2 separate regions of the Mus musculus genome follow, and region 2 is linked to region 1. A link is a contact called in public HiChIP or PLAC-seq data. All regions are on one chromosome and are shown on one strand. The core of a region is the stretch at or near the end of the contact, and the rest is flanking DNA. Distances in the headings are between cores, read along the strand shown. Region 1 overlaps 2900026A02Rik (RIKEN cDNA 2900026A02 gene). Region 2 holds the start of Ficd (FIC domain containing).

Region 1 (4,061 bases), core at 505-3,004:
GCAGATGCTGCCGGGTTCCCGGGTGCACAGCGTGGGAGCTTGGCCTTCTGTCTTCCGATTTCCTGGATCCTCCGCAGAACACAGGCACGTGTATGTGCCTGCTAGCTTGTCCTGACAAGCCACTCGAAAGATGCAGCCCTGTAACTATCTGTTGCCACACTCGTGAGTTCTTGGGGCAGGACACAGTTGTCCCTGACTAGGGATGGGTGAGCTGGGTTCCCCAGGGACTCAGAACTAAGTCCTGTAGAAACGTTGTCACTGTGCATGTAGGGCCGGGGGTGAGAGAGCCGGTACGAGGACCACATTGTGGAGGCAGCCACAGATGGCTCCTGGCATCCCTTCTGCTCTCTGTGGATTCTGGTAGCCACAGACCTACTTCCTCAGCCATCTGGGCGGTGGGTATGAAGCCTGCTATTCCCCTGCCCTGTACTCAGCCTGGGACGGTGTGGGTGCTGAAGGACCTGCCTGCCTGCTGTCTGCTTCCCTGTGCCTCCACACTATTGGAAACATCTTTCCCCAAGCTTGGCTGTCCCTGAGTTCTGGTGGATTCTCTCATCTTGATCTCTTAAGATATGATCATGGGTACCAAGAGATCCCTTCATGGTCCCTGTGTCCCCTGCCAGATCAGGGTGCGTGTGACCTGCTTCACAGTCACCCAAATCTCACGGAGCTTTTGAATAACTGAGAGGTTCTTGCTGTCCTGACAGAGCACTCAGGCCTGACTGGTGAAGTGAGCACGCATCCTATGTCATCCGGCCCCATGGATATGAACTTCATTCACTAGCTTCTCAGGGCCTGGCGCATAGTAGATGCTTTGGTGGAGTGAACCTATCAGAGGGGAAGGAAGGTCACAACGGGCCTTCTCTCCTATGCACATAGTAGGCTGGTTGCGGTTGGTGCATGGAAGGATGCAGCTGAGGTGGTGACTGTACCCCAGACCTGTGTCATCACACAGTGGGCATCCAGGAGCCCGCCCGTGACTCAGGGTGAATGTTCAAGTACCGGCTGCACCATGACTCTGTTCACCGTGCTTGGCGAAGTGCTGGGTATACAGAAAGTGCTCAATAACTGCTTATAGACCTGAATGAGAAAATGAACGACTGACGAGTGATCAGGATCCCTTGTTCATTTCCTCTGTTTTTTAGTACAAGCTCCTGCACACAGTATGTGCTTGTTAATAGTGAGCCAATGACAAAGTGAGGGTTTTTTTTTTTTTTTTCTTTTGAGAATAGAGGTCTTGTTGGTTTGTTTACAGTGAATGAACTGGGCTCAGTGCACAGAGGTGCTCGCTACGTGCACACTGTACTGAGTGAGTAGCTGAACTGAATACATTTCTGAAGCTGGCTGAGACTTGTTTTGTTGTGTTTCCTCCACTTCTCACACAGGGCTACGCACATGGCAGGTTCGTGGCTCATGCTTACTGGGATATCCGGGGCCCCTCAGGGGTCTCTGTCTCTGCAGAATGGAAGAAAAGCCGGTGGGGGGTGGCAATCCTGCTGCCGCCTTTCCTGTTGTTCAGGTCCACACAGGTGGACAGGAAACCGCACAGGCTGCTGGGAGCTGCTGCCCAGGCTGGCCTTGAACGGCCGTGGCACCCTGCCAAGCATGCTGCTAAGGAGCAGCACCCCCGGGGACCCCTCTTCCCAGCCTTGTTGGCTGTTCTAAGTTTAGAGCAGGCTGTGCCAGCCTGCAGCAGCCATTGAGCTGCTGTGTCTCAGTGTCGAGGCCCACTGACCCCAAAGCCTGACCCAGGCTTCCTCAGAGCCCGCTGGGCTCCATGCTTGCACAACAGACCTAGCTGCCCTGAAGTCGAGTTCCCCACCATAAAAGGGCATAAAGAGGTTCTTTCTCTGTGTGCTCAAGGGATCCTGTTCCCCAGCACTGGCTTCATGTCTGGCTTCATCAGACCCTTCCCTCTGAAGGACCACACCCCAGGGCAGCCATCTTGCTGTTCATAATGATAGGCCTGCTTCTCCCCAGTGCAGTGTGCGGGGCAGGGTGCAAGCTGGGACTCACATGGGGTGAGGAGGCCATTTTTAGAGAGTTAGGTAGTGTTCTTCCTCTACCCGAAGACTGGGGAAGAGAGCTTGTGAGTCACGGAGCAGAGCCTCAGTGCCCAGAGACCAGGTCACCCAGTGTGGCGTCTGACCAGATGCTGTGGTGCCAGCCAGCTTCGGGTTACTGACTCGGGTGCTTGGTGTCTGGTGTCTTGATGAGAAGCTCTAACAGGAGGAAGGTGCAGTGGTGAGCATCTGCCATTGCACTGAGAGATTGGAGGCAGAAGCAGCATGGGCCACATAGTAAGACCTTGTCTGAGAGAAAAGATGGCTGTTGTGGAGATGGGATGCTGTAAATGTGGGGTGCAGTGGTGGATGTCTAATCCAACTCAGACCCAGGGAGAGGTGCACTCCGAGGCTTGATGGATGTTCAATCAGTGAGCTCCAGGTTCAGTGAGAGACCCTGTCCCAGAAGATGAGAGAGAGTGTGTAGAGGAAGACACCTGATTGTCAACTCAGGCCTTCACATGATTGTGTGCACACACACACAAAGACATGCACATACAGACACAGATTCTCAGACACTCAGAATACACACACACACACACACACACACACACACACACACACTCATACTCACATTCACACATACAGACACAGATAGACATAGACAGGCATACAGAAAGACACACACAGACACTCACACACTTACACTCATCACACAGACACATACACACACTCACATTCATATATATACAAACTCATACACACATGCACACACATACACAGATACAGAGACACACTCAAACACACTCATACACACAACACACACTCGTACATAAACTTACATACAAACATACTCTCACATGCACACAGACACTCATACATACTCACATTGCACACACACTCACACATACACAGACATACAGACACACATACACACACTCCTACATATAGACACATGCACACATTCACATTCGCACATATACATAGACACTCATATACACTCTCATGCACACACACTCACACATACACAGATATACATAGACACACACACCCACACACACTCACACATACTCATACACACTTAACACATACACTCATACACACACTCACATACAAACATACTCACACTCACATTCACACATACCCTCACACATACACAGATAGACAGACAGACAGACACTCACACACACGGACATGGCCTTCTTGCTCACGATTTGCGGAACCCTTTTCTAAGGGCCTTGTGGGTACCAAGCTCCAAGGTGGGATCCCTGGGTGCTTCCTCACCCCCACCAGGAGCGGTGACAGCTACCTGCTTACATACTTGTTCAGTGAGCACCTGCTGGTCTCAGACACCTCCTCTGGGAATCCTGGTTTCACGTCTATCCCTGGGCTAAGGTGCTGTAGCCAGAAGCAGCTTCGGGGAGAGAGGATTTGTAGCATACACTCTTATGGTCGGCCATCACCGAGGGCTGTCTAGGCAGGAACATGAGCAGATGTCACACGGTCATGAGCTGAGAGAGGTGAACTCATCTTTGCTAATTTACGGCACAGGGCACCCACTTCTACAGTTTTCCCATTGACTGAGGCTGGGGATGAGCTGTGTAGAGAGGACTTAGGGGCATAGAGACTGGACAAAGTTCTCTCTGACCTCTGGGCCGTTTCCTATTAGGACCCTGGGCTCTTGGGGACTACAGGAGTCCTGGACAGCAATGATCTTTGAGCTCAGTAAGCAGTTTCCTGGCCTTTCCTGTGTTCCCTCTCTGGTGGTCCTGAGCCTTTTCGTCACAGGCTCCAGACAGGTGCTTTCTATGTGGTGAGGATGCCCTGTGCAGTGCCGGGGCCGATCGAGTTTTTTTTCTGAATGCCAGTTGTTGGGAAAGGGCCTGAATATTGCCTTCCAAAGTTTCTATGTGTAAAGTCAGAGGGAGATAAAAATTGTACTTGAAGATTTCAGTTGCCATGGCTACCGGGGCACAGTGAGCCTTGTTCTCTGTCACACACGGCCTCCTCAGGCCTTCAGCGGACATGTCTTGGTGCCAGGATGTGGCATTTAGATAA
Region 2 (4,061 bases), core at 556-3,055, 580 kb before region 1:
TTGTGGTGATGTGTGGTTGTCACCCCTGGGGACAGTGTGCCGCTGGCATCCAGGTAGGCTGCTGTAACACTCACTGTGCACACGGGGCATGCTTTGCACTGAGCTCTGTGCTTCGAGGGTGAGCACCCACCCACACTCAGCTTCCCTGAGTTCCTGGACCGCTCTCCAGTCCCATCCCCAGTGGTTTCTGGCCAGAGGGAGCACTGTTCTCAGGTGCTCTTCCTTGAACCACCCCCATGTAGATCTGAGGTGCAGCTCAGGGCCCACCCTTTGTGTGTCTCCCTCCAAATGCTGGGACACCCGTTCTCAGTCACTCATCAGACTGGAGTTCCGGACTGTCTCATTCACTGGGACGCCCTCATGCTTACACACACACAAACTGACAAGGCCAACCAAGTTGGCCAGCACACTCACCTGGAGACGCCGTAGTCTTGACTGTCAGCAGCCCTGCATCCCTGGAGGAGACACTGAGCTCTGTGCATAGGCTGGTGCACTTGGGGACCACAGGCTGTGCCCTGTCCAGTTTGCTCCTGAGCAGGTGGAAACCTCTGAGCACAGCCAGGCAATGCTCTTCCACAACTCCCAGCGGCAGCAGCAGAGCCAGCAGCGACCCCAGAGCCATGCTCAGCAGCGCCATCCACAGGAAACGGCCCCAGACGGAGACCCATTTGGGTTCGGCCACTGCCACCACCGACGCCATTGGCATGAGTATCATCTGGACTGAGGGCTGGGCCCAGAGCACTCGACACAGAGGAAAAGCTGGACCCTGCAAGGAACCAAGCATTGTAAAAGAATGAGGCAGTGGGAGTGGACCCGTTCCCAGATGGAGAGACCAGACACAGAATCGTCACACTTTCTAATTCATTAGGGACCACGGAAATGGGGGAGGGGTCTCATGGTGCAGGGCCAGCCTGGGAAGATTCATCCTAACCCATAGCTCCTCCGGGGTAGAGTGATAGGACTCTAATGCATTTATATATATTAACTTTCATAATCTCAGCCTACAACCCCAGGAGGTGATGTTTCCACACCGCCCTCCCCAGAGGAGATGCAATCAGAACTCAGAAAAGTGAAGTCGGGGACTTTTCAGCCCCCCTCTTAGTCCACTAGTCCACCACAAGCGACTATTGCCACAGGACACCTAGTGTTTGGGCTGTAACTCCTGCATACGCCCCTGGACACACACCACAATCTTCGATAAGGACAAATGTCTGGTGTCCTGATGTTACCATATGAATACCGACAGCCTCGGTGACCAATGTTGTGTCCCTTCTGCCCTTCCTTCCCTGGCTTGTCCATCATAGACAGGGAAACCCAAGGCCTGGCCAACAACAGTGGGTGATGATGCCCTACCTCAGCGAGGGCGAACACAAGCTTGGGGGCTGGCGGGGGATGGGGGGGGGGAGCGAGGGATCAGGTATGCAAATGCCATCTTGCCAACAATAAGCATTTATTGGGCAACTATGGTGTGCCGGACACTGCGCTGCCGGCCAGCCTTGCACGCTGTCAGCCCCCTTGCGAAGAGCGAGCAAGCTACCTGTAGCTCCCGGTTTACAGATGAGGGATGACGCCGTTCTGACAGGCGGCGCCGGAGCTCCGGGGCCTGACCCGCCACGTCATCACTTCGCGCGGCCTGTGCAGCGGCTCGAGCCCAGCAGACTTCGGCTTACTCCCGAAGCGGGGGGTGGGGTGGGGGGTGGAATGAGGCTGCCGCGAGCTCCCGCTACGAACCGGCCCAGGGCTCGTGCCCGCCTCCAGCATCCAAACCCGCGCGGCCGTTCCCCGCAGCCGCGGTCGCAGGCCCCGCCCCCACCACCTCGCCCCGCTCCCGTCGCCTCGCCATTGGACGGACGGCCGCCCTTGCCGCGGCGGATTGGCTGTCTCGACTTGTCCATCCGCCGCGCTTCCGGGTTCTAGAGCTAGCTAGAGCATCCCCCCGGGAAAGGCGCGCCGTGTGCCGCTTCCATTGGCTGTCGCTTGTGTGCATGGGGCGGGGTCGAGGCCACCGGCTAGGGCGAGCATTTGCGTCCTGTTTTCCCGTCCCAGCATCTGCTACCTTCCTGGGCCTCCACCTAGGCTCTGTGTGCTTCAGTTTCTCTGGTGTGCAATGGCAGTAGCCACATCACCAAACGTTTCCCACTTCTTAGTCCCGGTTTCACCGTTTGTCCCTTTTCTTTACCCCCTTTCTTGTCCTCTCTAATCTACTTTTGTTTTTGAGATGGCTTCGCACCGTGTAGACCAGGCCTGGCTAGGAATTAATTCACGGTGTAGCCCAGGTTGGTCGGGACTTACTGTGTAGCCCGAGCTGGCTTAGTATTCAACCCGGGTCATTTTGAGCCAACATGCCCTCCTGACCTTTTTTAGTTTGCATTCTCTGGAGCGGCTGGCTATGGCTTTTTGTTTACCAAATTAAGTTTTCTTTGGTGCAGAGGGCAGGGCTCCCATCTCAACCCACAAATATTGAACCGGAAGCTCCCAGGGCCTGCTTTGAGAGGTTACTGGGCACACTCTGGAGTCAGACGGCCCACAGATTCAGATTTTTGCCCTCAGTCTCTTGTGATCTTGGATCAGTTTTCTCAACGGCAGAATGGGACAACAGCTCACATCTCTTAATTAAAAAAAAAAAAAAAAGTTCGTGTGCGCGCACGTGCACAGAGATCAGTTTGCAAACCTGGGCTTTCTCCTTCTACCATATGGGTTTGTGGATTGAACGCAGGTCACCAAGTTTGGCTCCTACCTGCCTTAGCCCTCAGGTTCTGGATTTGGGACTCTTTTCATGGAGCCACACAGCCCTGGGTTCGCATCCCAGCTCTGCCACTAGCAGACTGACTTGGTGGTGTCAATCTACTTTACTGATCTGTCACCTGCAGGTAGCTTAAATTGGTCTGGGACTCACTGTATAGGCCAGGCTAGCCCCAACCTCCCGCCTCTGCCTCTGCCTTCTGAGTGCTGGGATTAGAGGCATATACCACCAAATCCGGTTTCAGCCTGCTTTCTTATAGAACCCCCTGACCAGCCCAGGGATGGCTCCACCCACAATGGGCGGGGCCTTCCCCCATCAATCATTAATTAAGAAAATGCCCTACAGTTGGATCTTATGGAAACATTGTTCTCAATTGAAGTTCCTTTCCCTCCAGATAACGCTAGTGCGGTGATTCTCAACCTGTGGGCCATGACCCCACAGGGCTCTCATATTAGCTATTTACATTACATTACGATTCATCACAGTAGCAAGCGTATGGCTATGAAGTAGTAATGAAATAATTTTATAGTTGGGGGTCACCACAGCATGAGGAAACTATGTTTAAATATAATTTTATAATGTAGTATGTTAGTCAGGGTTCTCTAGAGTCACAGAACTTTTCGGTAGTCTCTATATAGTAAGGGAATTTGTTATGATGACTTACAGTCTGTAGCCCAACTCTCCAACAATAGTCAGCTGTGAGTGGGAAGTCCAAGGATCCGGTAGTTGCTCAGTTGCACGAGGCTGGGTGTTTTCAGCTGGTCTTCTGTAGAAGTAGGTTCCAACAGATGTGCCAGCAAGTAAGTGCACGCAGGGGAAGAAGAGCGAATCTTCCTTCTTCCAATGTCCTTATGTAGGTCTCCAGCAAAGGTGTGGCCCAGATTAAAGGTGTGTACCGCCACGCCTGGATCTGGGACTTGCTTTGGCCCAGGCTGACTTTGAACTCAGAGATCTCCTTGCCTCAGTCTCCTGGGATTAAAGGCCTTGCCTGGGCCCAAGCTTTTTTTTTTTTTTTTTTTTTTTTCTTTCTTTCTTTCTTTCTTTCTTTCTTTCTTTCTTTCTTTCTTTCTTTCTTTCTTCCTTCCTTCCTTCCTTCCTTCCTTCCTTTCTTTCTTTCCTTTTCTTTTTTCTTTTTTTGGCTTTTGGAGACAGGGTTTCTCTGTACAGCCCTGGCTGTCCTGGAACTCACTTTGTAGACCAGGTTGGCCTCGAATTCAGAAATCTGCTTGCCTCTGCCTCCCGAGTGCTGGGATTAAAGGCGTGCGCCACCATGCCTGGCCCTCTTTTTTAAGATTCATTTATTTATCTTATGTATATG

What was found. HiChIP or PLAC-seq counts read pairs in DNA pulled down with a chosen protein or histone mark.
Region 2: a contact with region 1 is called in an H3K4me3 HiChIP or PLAC-seq map of bone marrow-derived macrophages, with 5 times the contacts expected there. The contact joins the promoter of Ficd here to the enhancer-like site in region 1. A contact is called at or near these places in 1 of 39 promoter capture datasets (embryonic stem cells), 2 of 484 Hi-C or Micro-C datasets (embryonic stem cells and ventral hippocampal neurons) and 3 of 115 datasets of contacts at active chromatin or transcription factors (VIP interneurons, bone marrow-derived macrophages and large pre-B cells).

The regions. Positions count from the first base shown.
Region 1 is chr5:113,149,169-113,153,229 of GRCm38.p6, reverse strand. The region is part of intron 6 of 2900026A02Rik (RIKEN cDNA 2900026A02 gene); the gene reads left to right. It overlaps Gm42161 (a long non-coding RNA gene), which reads right to left. Exons shown (of 3, transcript XR_003955964.1): 2 at 3,325-3,476. Among named protein-coding and RNA genes, the nearest start is that of Gm42161, 5.9 kb to the right of the region's middle. RefSeq lists an enhancer at 1-1,278. Within about 2 kb of position 1,754, at least 87 of the 459 cell types and tissues checked have an H3K27ac peak or open chromatin away from gene starts, as enhancers often do. A contact at or near this core is called in bone marrow-derived macrophages, where this site is marked.
Region 2 is chr5:113,733,526-113,737,586 of GRCm38.p6, reverse strand. It overlaps Ficd (FIC domain containing), which reads right to left and starts at 1,805. Exons shown (of 3, transcript NM_001010825.3): 1 at 1,538-1,805; 2 at 415-766. The coding sequence starts at 715.